Linked DNA regions of Mus musculus: all the other regions are linked to region 1. The links are chromatin contacts, called in public Hi-C and HiChIP or PLAC-seq maps. All regions are on one chromosome and are shown on one strand. The core of a region is the stretch at or near the end of the contact, and the rest is flanking DNA. Distances in the headings are between cores, read along the strand shown. Region 1 holds the start of Micu1 (mitochondrial calcium uptake 1). Region 2 overlaps P4ha1 (procollagen-proline, 2-oxoglutarate 4-dioxygenase (proline 4-hydroxylase), alpha 1 polypeptide). Region 3 has its middle 23 kb from the start of Pla2g12b. Region 4 holds the start of Ascc1 (activating signal cointegrator 1 complex subunit 1). Region 5 holds the start of Pla2g12b (phospholipase A2, group XIIB).

Region 1 (2,949 bases), core at 293-2,792:
TCATTGGCTCCTATCATTCTCTCCAGGCACACCAGCCATTCCAGAATCTTCACTTTCTGCTAATATTATTTTGAATGTTATGACCCCTGTGCGGATACTTAGGTGTTGATGACTCTTTCTTGGCATCAGTAGGTAGCCAGGGTGATGTCTTTAAGCAAAACAGAATCAAAGATTGATGAGAAGTGGGGACCGAACCCATTGAAGTCTGTAAGGTCTGGGCAGGCCTGTAATCCCACCCACCATTCAGTTGGCAGAGACAGAAAGATTCAGACTTTAAGGCCAAACCTAGTGATGGGGGTGGGGAACCTACCTCAAAAAAAAAAAACAGAACAAAAAAGAATTCAAACAAAACAAAGTAACTGGTGGCCAGAACATCTTCCCGGATAAGTGGCATTCTAAACTCTTTAGGATAAGATTCTAAACAAGCATCACATTGTCCACACCGGCAAACATTCAGGATGGTCGAGTCCGCCAACTGTTTGTTATGTCTCAAAGGCTGACAATCAGTGAAACCTAAACTCCCCAACAGATGTGTTTCATCTCCAGCACACACTCCTTTCTAATGCTGTTAAATCACCTCCCTGTCTGACCCTACTGACTGCTTTAAAGTAAACAGAGGTTTATTAAGGGAGTCATCCCAGAAGTGGATCAAAACATGTATTTATAAACAAGCGGGAAAAAAATAGGTCTTTCCAAAATGTCTCAGGAAGAAAATTATTTAATCTTAATTATTTATTTACATGCACAAATATTTGCACTTCAAGCACCTGAAAGGGACTGTAGACAAAACCTCGGATTTATAAAGGTGACAACTTATTATAAAACACAGTCCGCCTTAAACTCTTCTTCTAGCATCCCACATAATCAGTAATACCTGGCTCATTCTCGAAACATCGTGTGGGTAGCCCCGACTGGGACTGGGCACAGACAGAGAAAGGGAGAATGAGAACGCGAAGTTGCTGGTGAGGATAAAAAACGGAACAGTCCGAGAAGTCTGCAGTTTGTTTTGCTTTTCTAAAAGGCCAATGATCCCCCCGCCCCATCTTCTCTATCCCCAATACATGTATTTATCTATCTTTCTGTCACAGCTCTAAACTCCTCCATCTACTTCTGACCACATCCACGAATTCCGGGAGAACTAGTGTGTCCTGGCCGCAGGTGGAGAGGATGCACTCTGAGGCTAGAAGCCGGGCACTACAAGTTCTCCCTGACAGGGATAAGGGGTGATAGGGTGAAGGGAGCGGAGGACCGAGAGTCCCCTCAGCATATCACCAACAGCATCACCAAGACAGCAGCAGTCCCTGGCGGACCTGAAAAGTGGCCGGATCTCAGAGCCACACGAAAGGCTCGTCCCCAAAATGCGCCGACTTCCCCTCCCCTAAACTCGCCTCCAGGCGATCAGATTCCTCACACTCACCCGTCCGCGCTCCAGCTTTAGCAGCAACTCGGAGAATGCCGCCCACCTCTGACAACCATAGAGACGCAAATGCCGGGGAGCCCCGCTCTGCGTCCTCCGCCCACTCTCACGTGACTCCCTTAGCCGCTGGGCCTGCCGGGATCTTGATGAAACGTAGCAGGGAGGAACCGAGTTGGGGAAAATGGGGCGGGGCGGAGAGGCAACCCCGCCCTTCTCTGGGGCCCGCCCACACTTCGGATCCCGCCCCGAGTCAAGACTCCGCCCTCGCCTGGGGGCCCGCCCTGTCCTCAGCCCCGCCCACACGTCGGTGCCACGCCCTCGCTGTTTAGGCGGGAATGCCGGCAGATTTGCAAAATCCCTCCTGCATTCCATTGCTGATTTTGTTTCTCTGCTGTCAAAGTCCACCTCTCCTGTGCCTCTTTCTAGTTAAACCCTGCTCTTCCGTAAGTGGGAAATTGATAACGAGGTTCTTCCCACCAGTCTAGAGGCTCACACTGGTTTTATTTTAGGAACATCTTTTATTTATTCTTTGACAGTTTCGTAAGATATAATGTATCTTAATCTTATCCACCTCCAGTTCTCCACGTTCACTCCTTCCAGGAAGTCCCCGCTAGTCTCCCAACACTTGGAACTTAGAGGCTAGTGTGGTTTACTTAGACCTGTGTCAAATTATGAAACAGAGGAGCTCAGCAGGTAAGGGCTCTTACTACCAAACCAGATAACCCGTATTTGAGTCCCAGGACACTTATGGTGGAAGGAGAGAACTGACTGATGCAAGTTGTCTCCTAACCTTCAGAACCATGCTGCGGAACACACATACCTGCATGCATACATACATACATACATACATACATACATACATACATGAAAAAAGGGAAGGAGAAAAGAGCGAATAAAAGTCTTCTCTTGGGACACACATCTTGTTATCTCTGAAACTTGTAAATTTCACATTGCATCGTAAATACCATAGAACACTTTGGAGGCTCACGGGATAAATTAACTCTTTATTTGAATAAGGAAAAGAGAAAAAAAATCATCAATATATAAATTGTTGAATAAAATTTTCAGCCAGATGTGGTGGCATAGAACTGTAATCCCAGAATCTGAGAGATAGAGGCAGTAGGATCAGGAGTTCAAAGCCATACTTAGTTACATAGTGAGTTTGAGGCTAGTGTGGGCTCTATAAGATCCTGTCTGAAAAACCAAGCCAAACATAAAAATCCATCAAGATCAAGGAAGACAATGATTAAGTTGGGCATGTTGGTATATGACTATAACCCCTGTAGAGACGGAGGCAGGAGGATCAGGAATTGTCTTTAGGTTGTCCTCAGCTACATAAATAGCAAATTTTTCCCTTACCTCCATCCATGTACCATAGCAAATGTGTCACCCCACACACATACTCACACACATAATAATATGTAAATAAATATAAGAAGAAATATCCAGGTATCCCTCCCCTGCCCCACACCAGTAGTTCCCATGCCATGTTGATAATCAAATGCCTCACACTTAACTGGAGAGATTTTTGG
Region 2 (2,949 bases), core at 127-2,626, 350 kb after region 1:
TCCCGTGAGCCAACAGAGAGGTCAATGCTATACTAACTCACTCAGCCCCTAACTCTGAGTTATGCAGCTGAGTTGTACCATGGTTAACTCTAAAAGTTACTTCTAAATGTTGCTAAAAGCAAGGGATTTTAAACTGACTTATAGTAGCTTCTTTGTCCTTCTAGACATTTCTTCAACAGCTACTAGTGACCCATATAGCCCCAGCTTCACGGCAGAGTTTGCCTTGGGTCTTGCTCTGGGCAGAGCCTTTTAGAAGTTCTTCCCTATCGGTTGGCACTGCCAGAGCTTCCCCTGGCATTCACTGTATACTAGTCAATGACTAGGAATTGCATGGAACTGCCTGTATCTGTCTATTGGTCCATCGTGAAAATCAAGTACACATACCAAAAGCTTGATCTGAAATCTAGGTCTTAGAAACTATATCATATAAATATGGTCAAAATTAGATCCTCAGGAAAGAGCACTCCAAATATGCCTCAAGTTCTGTCCATTCTCCCTTACCTCTTAGATACTCTGTACTGTGCTGTGGTCAATTTCCCCGTCTCAGGGTCATGTACTGTAGCTCGGCTCAGCTACAAAAAGAAAAAAGAGAAAGGACAAGGCTTACACTCCAGCAGGCTGTCTCTGGGCTTTGTTCTCTGTTTTGCCAAGCCACAGGTGATTGGAAGGATTGATTGGTCTGCCTGGTGGGTAATGGTTCGAATCATAAAACACTCAGAAAGGTGGCAAGAAGAGCCACTCGTTCGTTCGTCCGGAGAGAATCTGACTGTAAATGTATTTATTGTCCTTTCACTTTTTTAAGACTAAACCCTTTGAGGCGTATGTCAATGATCTGCAGCAGTGGGTTTCACAGGAGCTCTCCCAAGTCTAGAAGTTTAATGCTTCAAATATAGATCAACAAGTTTTCTAAATTAGTTGATCATTTTGAAACTTTCATCAAGACAAGCTGGCTTTTCTCTAAACCATCCAAGTCAACGGAGGTGGGAAGTGATTTGGAAGGCTGAGCTCAGAAGCACAGCTGCTCTTTCCAGAGCCAACTTGTAGGCCAGTGGCTTGGTTTTTGTTTTTGTTTTAATAAAAAACTTCAGACCAGATTACTCCATATGACAAGGACAGCCTGGAGGTAAAAGACAACAGCAGACAATCACCACAGGGGAGGGTGTGTGAGCAGCACTCCACCCTGGGTGAACACACTGCCTCTTTTTTCTTTCTTAATTTCACATGCTCACAACAAAGGCAAAAGAAAAGGACCAGGCAATTTCCTGAGTGTTTAATACCTGATCATGACAATGCACTTAGTTCCTGAAACTCGAGGCCAATCAGAGATTAAAAACCAGAACTTCTAGTCAAGGGAAAACCCGTGAAACACAAGCACTCATTCACGCACTGCTCTGGAGTGTATGGCGGCCACTTGAGCTGGAGACTGGAGACGATCCACTTCGGTTAAGAAGAATTCTGGTAGGATGTTCAAAACGCTCGTTAGGAGGAAAGTATGTGGCATCCAATCTTACCTTTTGCTAATTCTGTAATGTACCGTCTCCAAGGCTCCTGTTACTGGGTTTGAAATGGTGGCTCGCCTCAGCTGTGAAGCCAACCGTCAAAACAGTTGCATTACAAGACAAAAAAACGATCACATTTCCCTAACCAGCCACAATGCTGGGTTTTCTTTTCTTTCTTCTTTAAACAAAAGAAGGTGAATAGAAAATAACTCAATACCCTTCCAATCACCTTGTGTCGCGCCTTGAAAGCCAGTTAGTTTTATGTTTCTTAAAAACTATTTTACTTGCTTTTCACTGCGTGAATAGAGGTCACACAAACAGAAAAGGTTGGAATTAATTTCTTCAGTAGGATAGAACATTGATAACGTGAAGAAAAGGCTCTAAAATGCAAAGTACCATTGATATTATAAGAATGGCCATTTGTAACTAATTAATCATGGACTCTAAAACCTCAGATTGTGACTCGTGACAACATGATTAGAGGGTCCCAATATTGTCTAAAATTTATTTTAAGGTCATTCTTTCCTCTTTTCAAGAGAAAGTGTGTACTTAACAGTATGTACAGTAAAACAGCCTTTCCACAGCCATGCAGGTAAAAGGAATGCATAGTCTTAACAGAAATGCTGACAGCCAAGAGAATAAAAAAAACAAAATTTAAATGGGAGGTTGATGCTGAAATAACAGAAAAATTAACTTTCACTGCCACTAAATTTACTGCTCAAAAATAATCTCAACTAAAACATTTCCTATGAAGCCTGGGGCCTTCCATCTCAAAAGTGAATTCTTAACAAAGATTCTACCAAGAAATACTGGTAAACTGGGTCTGACTATAAATAAGGGACCGAGTTAGGAATTCTAAAGAGAATGAGAAAATATGGAATGATTTTAAGAGGTTTTCTGCTAGGCAGCCAATTTGCTATATCTCTGGACAGCACCCATTGCATCACAAAAACTACATGATTTAAGGGGGGAAAAAAAGTGTTAATTTGGAAAAATAATAAAACTTTAAAAACTTTGAAATTTATCTAAGTATATACACACCTGGCCAGCAAACCCACTAGCCAAATAAACTGCCATCAGCTTTTAGAAATAAAATCTTGATTGTACCATAACCACCTCATTTATTTTCCTATTTTCTTTGGCTGCCTTTACACCAGATGGCAGAGCTGAGCAGTCGTGACAAGAGACCACACAGATGACAAAGCCCTCTAGAACATTTGCTACCTCAGCCTTTAGAGAAATAGATCAACCTTACATGTTATGGAAGAAAAACTAATAATCAGAATGTACTTAATAATGTCTACAAAAGTTTGCATTTTATCTTTAATAAGATGTACTGTCTTAAAGAACAAGATGGTAGGAAAAGGTAAGGGCAGAGAGGTAGTCTCCACTCTACACTCTCACACAAAAGACAAGTTTCTATGCCAAACACTGAAAGTGTAGAATTTGG
Region 3 (2,949 bases), core at 235-2,734, 320 kb after region 1:
TCAGACTTACCTCGTTCCCCAGCTGAAAAGTTCTGAATTCATACAGTTGAATCCTTCTTAACAGTCTGCTTTACGGGAACCTTTATCACCGTCGTTCCCCAGCTGATGAGTTCTGAATTCGGCAGTTGAATCCTTCTCAACAGTCTGTGTTACGGGAACCTTTATAAACGTGATCCGTAGTTCTGGTTCTGAAATGAAGTATCCCTCCTGCGCCAGTCCGGAGTTTTTTCTCGTCCCGGAATTCGGCACCAATTGTTATTAGACGCGTTCTCACGACCGGCCAGGAAGAACACAACAACCAGAATCTTCTACGGCAAAGCTTTATTGCTTATATCTTTATCGGGCCAGAGTGTAAGAAGCAAGAGAGGGAAGCAAGAGAGCGCAAGAAGCAAGAGAGAGAAAACGAAAACCCCTTCCCTCTTTTAAAGAGAACAACCATTGCCTAGGGCGCATCACTCCCTGATTGGCTGCAGCCCATGGCCGAGCTGACGTTCACGGGAAAAACAGAGTACAAGTGGTCGTAAATACCCTTGGCTCATGCGCAGATTATTTGTTTACCAACTTAGAACACAGGATGTCAGCGCCATCTTGTGACGGCGAATGTGGGGGCGGCTTCCCACAAGCAGGCACTTTAACAATGCCTTTATCTCTCCAACCTCACAACTCTAAATTTTTTTAAGCTTATAATAGAAATGAGACCGCCTGTCTTAGTCAGGGTTTCTATTCCTGCACAAAACATCATGACCAAGAAGCAAGTTGGGGAGGAAAGGGTTTATTCAGCTTACACTTCCACATTGCTGTTCATCACCAAAGGAAGTCAGGACTGGAACTCAAGCAGGTCAGGAAGCAGGAGCTGATGCAGAGGCCATGGAGGGATGTTACTTACTGGCTTGCTTCCCCTGGCTTGCTCAACTTGCTTTCTTATAGAACCCAGGACTACCAGCCCAGGGATGGCACCACCCACAATGGGCCCTACCCCTTTGATCACTAATTGAGAAAATGCTTTACAGTTGGATCTCATGGAGGCACTTCCCAAGTGAAACTCCTTTCTCTGTTATAACTCCAGCCTGTGTCAAGTTGACACACAAAACCAGCCAGTACATTGCCTAGTATTTTAAAAAGATTGTACGCTCCCCCAACACACACCTTGTTATCTTCATGTAGCATGTTCAAGACCATGCTGATTTGTCTGTCAGCTTCATGTAAACTGGATTTCTGCAGGGTAAGATGAGTCTGTAACCCCAGGCTCAAAGTCCCAACCCTACAACATTTTTCCAGAGCCAAGTGTGCTACACACAAGTACATGTGTTATATTTGTGTATTCAGGACACTGGACTATAGAGCCCCGATTATAGCTCAGTGAGCCTGCTGGGAGACCATGGAAATGGAAGACAAGGCAAAATGGCCATGGAAACCTAGAGGGCTCACTGTAGGTCAAACCTTGACAGAGCGATGGCATACACAGGTCCTAGCAGGAAGTCATGAAAGGTGGAGGAAGTGCAGTGTACTCTACAGGGGTCGGTGTCTATGGGTGTATTCCTCGGGACTGGGTAAGGTAGATATTGCCGCCAATGTGAGTGGGAAAGCACAGTGAGGCATCCAAACATGCTGAGTAACTTGAGGTCAGATTCTGAGTTGTGAACACCACCCAGTAGAGCAGTGCCTCCGTTCCCAGGCCTGTTCCTTACACTGCAGGGTGTTGGCTCCTGGTCTGCTGGTGCTGAGCATTTGGAAGTAGCCTGGCTATCAGTTACCCTGGAGCAGCCTCTGACAAAGGCACAGGGGAGATAGTGTGCAGATCTTGCCCTGGGCAAGAGATCCGAGTGTAACCAAGGCTCCTGCCAAGTCCTGTAGTGTAGCTGTAGCTCACTGTTGTTGTTTGGGTTTCTCCCTGCCCCCATCCCTCTCAGAACCTACTGGCACACCCACATCCTCATCCCCACCCTGCTGCTGAGAAACTGAAACTGAGAACCCCACCTCACCTTTTAAAGTTTCTCCTTTTTTCTTTCAGACCATCCCTGTATTCAGTGAATCCTGGGAACCAAGCTCAGTATCCATTGCCTGGTCTCTAATAAGGCTCTCCCTCTCCCTGCAGAGTAGGGGAGCCTCCAGGACAGACTCAGTGGAGGCCCTGCAGGACATCCGTGTCTTTGGATAGACTGTCAGTCTACAAGGCAGAGCATCTGAAGGAAAGCTAGGCCCTGGCCCATGTTTGCCGAGGGCTTAAGTGAGGAAACTGAGAAGAGCCACTTCCTGGCTCTAGTTAAAAAGCCTGAGATAGTGCACACAACCCTTGGCAGGCAGTGGGCAGTGATAGTGGTGAAAAAGAGTATCTGGTATTTGTATTTAAAGTTAATTATCAAGAGCTCCACCCCCATCCCGGAAGGGTAAACCCTGTGGTGACTCTCCTCAAATTATCAGTCACCCCACTGGAGGGGGTTGCTTTGTTAACCCTTGGAGAACTGACCTTTCACATCTCTCCAGCTACAGGGCCCTGCCACCAGAGCATCCCTGTGTCCCTGTCTGACTGCCTCTACTCTGAAATTTGCACATTCACATATGCAGGCAAACGCCCTCCCTATTGGGTACGCTTCCATCCTTCCCGAGTCCGGGTCCGTAGTGGGTTTCTTCACTTTTCCCCATTTTCTTCTCCTCTTTTACCACACTAACTTCCCACCTTGCCCTGACGGCCCCTTTACTTTTTGGCTCCCATTGCCTGTCGACATTCTGAACCTCGTCCATTTCTTAGCAGCCAGCGAGCATCTCAGCCTCTCAGCATCCTCAACCCTGCTCAGCACCACTATGCCCTCCAAAGCTAGGAGTTCTCTCTGCTCTGAACAACCTAGCAGGTTTTTAGGTCAGCTTTCTTAACACTTTTTAAGTCTGATGGTGTAATCACTTTGGGACTATGGTTCTTGTGTGTACGGTATATGTGCACTGAGTGTGTGT
Region 4 (2,949 bases), core at 212-2,711, 300 kb before region 1:
GTAACATATGCACAGACTACATTCGTAAATAAATAAATGTAATAAGAAATTTAAATTAAAAACTCCATTATGTAGGCCTCAACTGGGCAGTTCACAGCACATCCTAAGCAAAAATAGTGTCGCTTTCCATGAGCTCACCAGTGTAAGTTCTTGTATAGGTGTCTGATTAACCTATAGGGGGTGAGGTCTTGCTAGCCACCTAAGTATGAGCAGAGTGCTTCATTCACCCTATCCAGTATGATATTTTATCGTATCCAGTTTGATAACGCATTGAGGAACCATCGGTACAATACCCGCGGAAGAGAGGTAAGCCGTTTTAAAGATGCTAGAAATAAATACCTTCCAATCAGATTTATTTCCCTATCACAGTACAATTAAAATATGACTTACTAACACAGTTCTCGGACCAACACAGTACTGAGAAGGAACAGTTTCCCGAGGCCACTGCCTCCAGAACACAACAAACGGCTTCACGCTTGAATCAATAATTCGGAATTAAAGGCTCCTGATAAACTACCCCATGTTCCCATCCCAGATGGCTGCGGCTACAAGTTCACGTACTTAACAAGTTCCACCAAAGAAGGCCTAACAATCCCTTCCAAATGAATGCTTGACCCAACCCTCAGTCAAGTCGCTAATCCGCAGCCACCTGCAGGACGCAAGAAGAGGGTTCGTGCTTTGAGAAAACAGAAAATCAACGTTGGCAGGGGGATGCAATTATTAACAGTCTTGTGCCGCGCCACCCTGGTGTGCTACTCCTTTAGCATCCCTTCCCACTTCAAAAACCACGTTCTGTCGAAAAGGAGCCTTTACAAAGTGTGAGCACTGAGCACGAAGCCACAGTGGTACCTTTCCTGAGCAGCTCCAGGCAGAGACTGCGCAGAAGGAGGAGAGCGGACTAGCCCTGGGTCATGGGTGTTTGAAGAGGGAAAAGTGGATATGCTTTCGTGCAATTCTCACATAAAAAGCAAACGCTGAACATCCTACGCTAGAGAGGCGGAGCAGACAGCACCAACGCAAGAAAACCAAAACTGCGGGGGACTGGGGCGGGGAAGGGGGCGGGGCAGCCACAGCGACCCGGAAGTGTTCTCGGAAAGCTCGGTCTGGCCCAGCCGGGCTCCGCCCCCTCCACGCATGCGCGCTAGCACCGCCCTCTAGCCCTCACCGCCGCAGGGACAGGCGCAGCACCGCCATCAAACTCCCACAGCTCAGGCGGGCGCGCGCACGCCGCCGTCTACGTCGTGGCGAGCGAGGCCGCACGGCTTCGTCCAAGGGGCGGGGCTGTCAGTCAAAGTGCACAAGCTGCTGAGGTAAGTGGCCGAGAACCTTCCAGACCTGATTCCCCCCTACGCTCCTACCTGCCAGGACTAACTGGGAGCGTAGGAAGAGACCCTGGAGGCTCGCCCGCGCCGGCCGTATGCAAAGGCAGCGTCATCCGACTGAGCATGCGTGGGGCGGGTTGGCGCCTGCGCCGTGGGCCGGCCGCAAGCCTTCCCTTCCTCCCCGAGTTGTTGGGTAGGAAGCGTACCTGGGTGGAGTTGGAGTAGCCAGGATTAGGGTGCTGGCTCCTCCCCTCTCCCGCGAGCTTCTTCATCCCACCTAGAAAGAGCTACCGCAGCTAGGTGCTGCGGGTGGTGATCCGTCTGTCTAGGTGGGACACCTAGTGATTTTTGTTAGTAGAACCCAACGGGTGTCATAATTAGCCACCTCACTTGGATCCCGATCGACATAAGCATCTGGTTTGTTCTGGGCTTTATTTTAAAGGAGGATCTCTTTTTTTGTTTTGTTTTGTTTTAAGACTATAAGCGGAAAGTTTATGAGTGCGAGGTCGTCCCTGTCGTACACAAAGTAAGTATTTAACCACGCCAGCCATATTGTGCCCCACAAACTATCATTCCGCTTCTTAGGAGCGTTTCCTCTGCTTGGCAGCAGCCACAGCTTCCCTGATAGGGCCAAGTTCCAGATAATCATCATTCAACAAAAGTTCACTGAGTGCCTCGTTATGAGGATGGTAGTCTCCTGAGCGACAGGGTTGAATACTCCATGCAGAAAGAGTCATGACTGGAACTGTCTCGGTCCCCTGCAGCCTCTACTGAGCTGATTGCTTTTGTCCTCGGTTTGTTTGTTTGTTTGTTTTGGTTGGTTGGTTGGTTTTGTGGGGTTTTTTTTTTTTTTTTTTTTTTTGGTTTTTTTGGTTTGGTTTGGTTTTTTTTGGTTTTTCGAGACAGGGTTTCTCTGTACAGCCCTGGCTGTACTGGAACTCACGCTGTAGACCAGGCTGGCCTCGAACTCAGAAATCTGCCTGTCTCTGCCTCCCAAGTGCTGGGATTAAAGGCGTGGGCCACCTCCGCCCGGCTGACCTCGTATTTATAAATCATTCATCCAGGAGCCACTGTGACAAGGGTTTTTATAAGATGCCTCCAGGGTACAAAGGTAGTTTGTTTTCTCCTTCCAACGACATGGGATCCTTTTCAGTGCCTCACACTTGGGTAAGCAAACACTCTAGCCACCTCACAATACATCCCCAGGCCCAGGCTTGAAGCTGGTGTCTGCTGTCTTCCTCCTTAGCCTTTCATAGCTTCCCTGAACCCAGAACATTCCCATTCCCCATAACCTAGCTAACAACATTGCTATGGGGAATCGCTTATCTTCTGCCTCCCAAGGGCTGGGTTTACAGGCAGCTACCACACCTGTGAGGCTTGTAAGTGACTTGAAGGGCTCCCCAACCCCTCCAGTGAAAACACTTACTCCATGTAGCTCTCCCCAGCCCCACTGCAAGATTCTTTATAAGATCATGAGGTGAATGTGCTGACTGAGAGTGTAGCCCAGCGCTAGGATGTGTGAAGTGCGTAACATCACACTGCCTGCCTCCCGAGCAGACCCTTCCCTCCCGGGAGCTTTACACGTAAGTGAAAAGCTGGATTGTGCATAGGGAAAAGTGTATGTGCC
Region 5 (2,949 bases), core at 166-2,665, 300 kb after region 1:
AGCCAGGCTGACCTGTCTCAGTCTCTCCAGTAGCTGGGATCACAGTCTCAAGACACTCCTCCCATAAGCAGTTGGGGAGCTTGATGGTCCCGCCCAGTCAGAGGCTGCCCAACCAAAATTTGCTGAAATCTTTTGATGCTGTTTTACTAGAGAAGTAAGAACAAGATCGGGCTCACCATTTTACAAGAAGTCCTACTGTTGTTAGATGTTTGCTAAACCTTGGGTATATTGACAATACCTGTGTTGATTCAAATGGCAGGCATTAACTTTCCTGCCTCTTTGATGGATATTAGGTGAACTTAATGAGGTGACCCGGCCTTGTGCTTATCCATCTAACTTTGAGTAAACGTGATGCTGAGTCGCCCAGAATTTGACACTATGACATTGGGGGGGGGGGGGGGGGGACACGACACATGATACTCAGCTCCCATCTCTTCCCAGGAGGGTGAAGGGGAAGATGGCTTCAGCCTCAGCTCCTGCCCTAGCTGGCTTTCCAACTCAAGCAAGGTAGGCATGGGAGCTCACTCCAGTTCCCAGTTGTGTCTCTGGTGTTTGGCTCTCTTTGGTGGTGGCAGAGCTTGGGACCCCTGGCGGGCAGCAGGCAGGTCAGTTCAGTGATAACAGTGACTAAGGCAGGGCTGGACCCCTCCCTTGGCAGAATCTAGGCAAATCGCAGGCAGAGGCCTGCAGCAGAGAGGAGAGTCCTTCAAAGCTTTTGGGATGCGAAGGCAGTGAGTTGACCCAGGGCAGAATCTCCGGTTCCGCGTTCTCCCCTTAGGAGCATCTCTGAGACCCTGCGATTCCTCTCAAACCTCTCTGCCATCCCTTAAGGCCTTACCTGCCTCCAGTAAACTCCTAAAAGGCCTCAGCGAAAGTTCCCAGGAAGCTGAGCAGAGCCTGAGTTTCCGATAAATCACACTTTTATCAGGAGATATAGAACCCAGACTTCACTCGGGGCCCCTCACAGGATTTAGTTGCCTGCTTGCATTTCGGATGACGCTACACCTGATTTTGCTTTGCCTGGCGACCTGGCCTACCGGATGTAGGACAGATGTGACCTGCTTTGCTGCTCATGCTGTCACTCCCCACCCCCACTCCCAGAGAAGGCATCCACTCACCATATCGACACCGGTACTGACAGACTCCATTCTTCCCTCCCAGCAGCTCCATGAAGGAATCCACGTAGCTGTTGACAGACTCGAAGCTGCCCCGCAGCTGCCTCAGGCCCCAGTCAGAGTAGGACTCCTCTTCCTTGGGGCTGGGGTCACTCTGAGCCAGGTTCCCTACCAGGCCAAGCCACAGGAGGAAGAAGCCGCAGAGCAGCTTCATTTTGCACGCACAAGTAGACCCTCGCGGCTGCTCTCGTCCCCAACCCCAGCCAGGGTCCCAGGAAGCCCTGGGGACATACACAGCCCTGTGTCCGGGCTTATCGGTACAGTCAGTCTGTGTTCCCCAGAGGTGGACTTTAAACACAGCCATGGAGGCTGGGAGCCGATCCGAGCGATTAGAGAGGACAAAGGTGAAACCGTGGGAGGGGCTGTATGAGGATGGCCCAAGAGGGGACTTCCCAGTGGACCCCGAAGCGCTGGGGGGATGACTGCTCACTCTGTGAGGCTGGACGGGAGCCCCAGGATTCTCCAGCACACTTGAGCACCTCAGGTTTCTCTACTGCAGAGCTCTTCCCAAGATCTCAGCCACACCCCTGAACTACTTCCTCCTCTATACCTGTCCTGGGGAGGCCCATGAGGGTGTGTGCGAGACTCTGGTAGCCCTACTGGGGTCATCTTCACCACAGGTGAATCTAATAACAGATTATCAGGGGCTAAAATCCAAGTGTGCCTTGGTGAAAGTTCAGGTTTCGAGCCCAGTTTCTGCCTTGGTCCCTCCGTGTCTCTAGCTCAAATCCTTCCATCTGGCAAAGGTCCTGCTATCCTCCCAGGGAATACCTTTCCGAGAATCTGCAGGGCATGTGTTTATACTCAGTGCTGTATCCTGGGATCCCCTGAGACTGATGGCCCCAGGTCTCTTCTGGGAACATTCGGCCCCAGTGGTGATTCCTTCCTCCCACCCCCTTTTAGGCAGATAAAAGTCCAGGCTGCTATCAGAAAGCCTGTTTGAGATTCCAAGCTTTGAGATTGCTCTCTGGAATCCTGAGTTTGGGCGTCACTTTCAGCGTAGTTTGCTCTTGGCCATGTGAAGAATACCTATAAAATCACCAGTCTGGGAAACGACCATACACATTCTGAACTAGTCTCTTCTCAATCTCTCCTTTCCTGTCTCTCTCTGACTTTCTTCCTGTTTCTCTGTCTCTCTATCTCTCTGTGTGTGTCTGTCTCCCTGTCTTCTTGTTTCTCCCTCCCTCCCTCCCTCCCTCCCTCCCTTCCTCCCTCCACACATTCACACCTATTTTGTTAGGCAAGGTTGATATTTTTATTTGACAAATAAGAAATCAGGGAGAGGTTAAATGACTTCATTACTTAGGTCCCAAGGCTGGGCCAGGGCCATAACTGATGAGGTCATATCAGAACAGAACCATAGGACTCCTTCAAAAAGGAAGGAAAACGGGGGGGGGGGGGGGGCACAACTCAATAGTGGACCACCTACCTCTAATATGTGCAATGCCTCGAGTGTGTTTGGGAATGGGGTGCACATGTGGGTACAGGAGCCTGTGGAGGCTGGGGGATGCCCTGGAGCTGAAGGTTGGGGGGAGGGTGTCACCTGAGACAGGTGTCTGGAACTAAACTCAGGTCTCTGTAATTCCCTTAAAGAATTACAGGAAAACACAATCAAACAGGTGAAGGAATTGAACAAAACCATCCAAGATCTAAAAATGGAAATAGAAACATTAAGAAATGAAAAAGGGAGACAACACCAGAGTTACAAAAACTATGAAAGAGATCAGAAGTCATAGATGCAAGTATCACCAACAGAATACAAGAGACAGAAGAA

What was found. Hi-C and Micro-C count contacts between places; a contact is called where the count stands out from the background. HiChIP or PLAC-seq counts read pairs in DNA pulled down with a chosen protein or histone mark.
Region 2: a contact with region 1 is called in an H3K4me3 HiChIP or PLAC-seq map of embryonic stem cells, with 5 times the contacts expected there. The contact joins the enhancer-like site here to the promoter of Micu1 in region 1. A contact is called at or near these places in 3 of 39 promoter capture datasets (the C10 cell line, hippocampal neurons and liver), 1 of 15 datasets of contacts at CTCF or cohesin (the NIH/3T3 cell line), 9 of 115 datasets of contacts at active chromatin or transcription factors (bone marrow-derived macrophages, embryonic forebrain, embryonic stem cells and 2 more) and 1 of 9 other capture datasets (embryonic stem cells).
Region 3: a contact with region 1 is called in an H3K27ac HiChIP or PLAC-seq map of extraembryonic endoderm stem cells, with 3 times the contacts expected there. The contact joins the enhancer-like site here to the promoter of Micu1 in region 1. A contact is called at or near these places in 6 of 39 promoter capture datasets (the C10 cell line, embryonic stem cells, hippocampal neurons and 2 more), 1 of 15 datasets of contacts at CTCF or cohesin (CD8 T cells), 2 of 484 Hi-C or Micro-C datasets (adipose-derived mesenchymal stem cells and nephron progenitors) and 13 of 115 datasets of contacts at active chromatin or transcription factors (the 230-238 cell line, astrocytes, bone marrow-derived macrophages and 7 more).
Region 4: a contact with region 1 is called in a Hi-C map of CD8 T cells, with 4 times the contacts expected there. The contact joins the promoter of Ascc1 here to the promoter of Micu1 in region 1. A contact is called at or near these places in 4 of 484 Hi-C or Micro-C datasets (CD4 T cells, CD8 T cells, cardiomyocytes and 1 more) and 1 of 9 other capture datasets (liver).
Region 5: a contact with region 1 is called in an H3K4me3 HiChIP or PLAC-seq map of embryonic stem cells, with 28 read pairs. The contact joins the promoter of Pla2g12b here to the promoter of Micu1 in region 1. A contact is called at or near these places in 10 of 39 promoter capture datasets (the 3T3-L1 cell line, 3T3-L1-derived adipocytes, cranial neural crest and 5 more), 1 of 15 datasets of contacts at CTCF or cohesin (the NIH/3T3 cell line), 2 of 484 Hi-C or Micro-C datasets (extraembryonic endoderm stem cells and nephron progenitors), 15 of 115 datasets of contacts at active chromatin or transcription factors (T-cell acute lymphoblastic leukemia, bone marrow-derived macrophages, embryonic limb bud and 7 more) and 2 of 9 other capture datasets (adipose tissue and embryonic stem cells).

The regions. Positions count from the first base shown.
Region 1 is chr10:59,701,156-59,704,104 of GRCm38.p6, reverse strand. It overlaps Micu1 (mitochondrial calcium uptake 1), which reads right to left and starts at 1,542. Exons shown (of 12, transcript NM_144822.3): 1 at 1,418-1,542.
Region 2 is chr10:59,352,973-59,355,921 of GRCm38.p6, reverse strand. It overlaps P4ha1 (procollagen-proline, 2-oxoglutarate 4-dioxygenase (proline 4-hydroxylase), alpha 1 polypeptide), which reads right to left. Exons shown (of 15, transcript NM_001316371.1): 9 at 502-572. Among named protein-coding and RNA genes, the nearest start is that of P4ha1, 31 kb to the right of the region's middle. Within about 2 kb of position 1,376, at least 9 of the 459 cell types and tissues checked have an H3K27ac peak or open chromatin away from gene starts, as enhancers often do. A contact at or near this core is called in embryonic stem cells, where this site is marked.
Region 3 is chr10:59,379,471-59,382,419 of GRCm38.p6, reverse strand. No RefSeq gene overlaps it. Among named protein-coding and RNA genes, the nearest start is that of Pla2g12b, 23 kb to the left of the region's middle. Within about 2 kb of position 1,484, at least 62 of the 459 cell types and tissues checked have an H3K27ac peak or open chromatin away from gene starts, as enhancers often do. A contact at or near this core is called in CD8 T cells, extraembryonic endoderm stem cells and memory CD8 T cells, where this site is marked.
Region 4 is chr10:60,001,317-60,004,265 of GRCm38.p6, reverse strand. It overlaps Ascc1 (activating signal cointegrator 1 complex subunit 1), which reads right to left and starts at 1,461. Exons shown (of 11, transcript NM_026937.3): 1 at 1,359-1,461. Anapc16 (anaphase promoting complex subunit 16) reads left to right here and starts at 1,131. Exons shown (of 4, transcript NM_025514.3): 1 at 1,131-1,310.
Region 5 is chr10:59,402,151-59,405,099 of GRCm38.p6, reverse strand. It overlaps Pla2g12b (phospholipase A2, group XIIB), which reads right to left and starts at 1,415. Exons shown (of 4, transcript NM_023530.2): 1 at 1,119-1,415. The coding sequence starts at 1,329.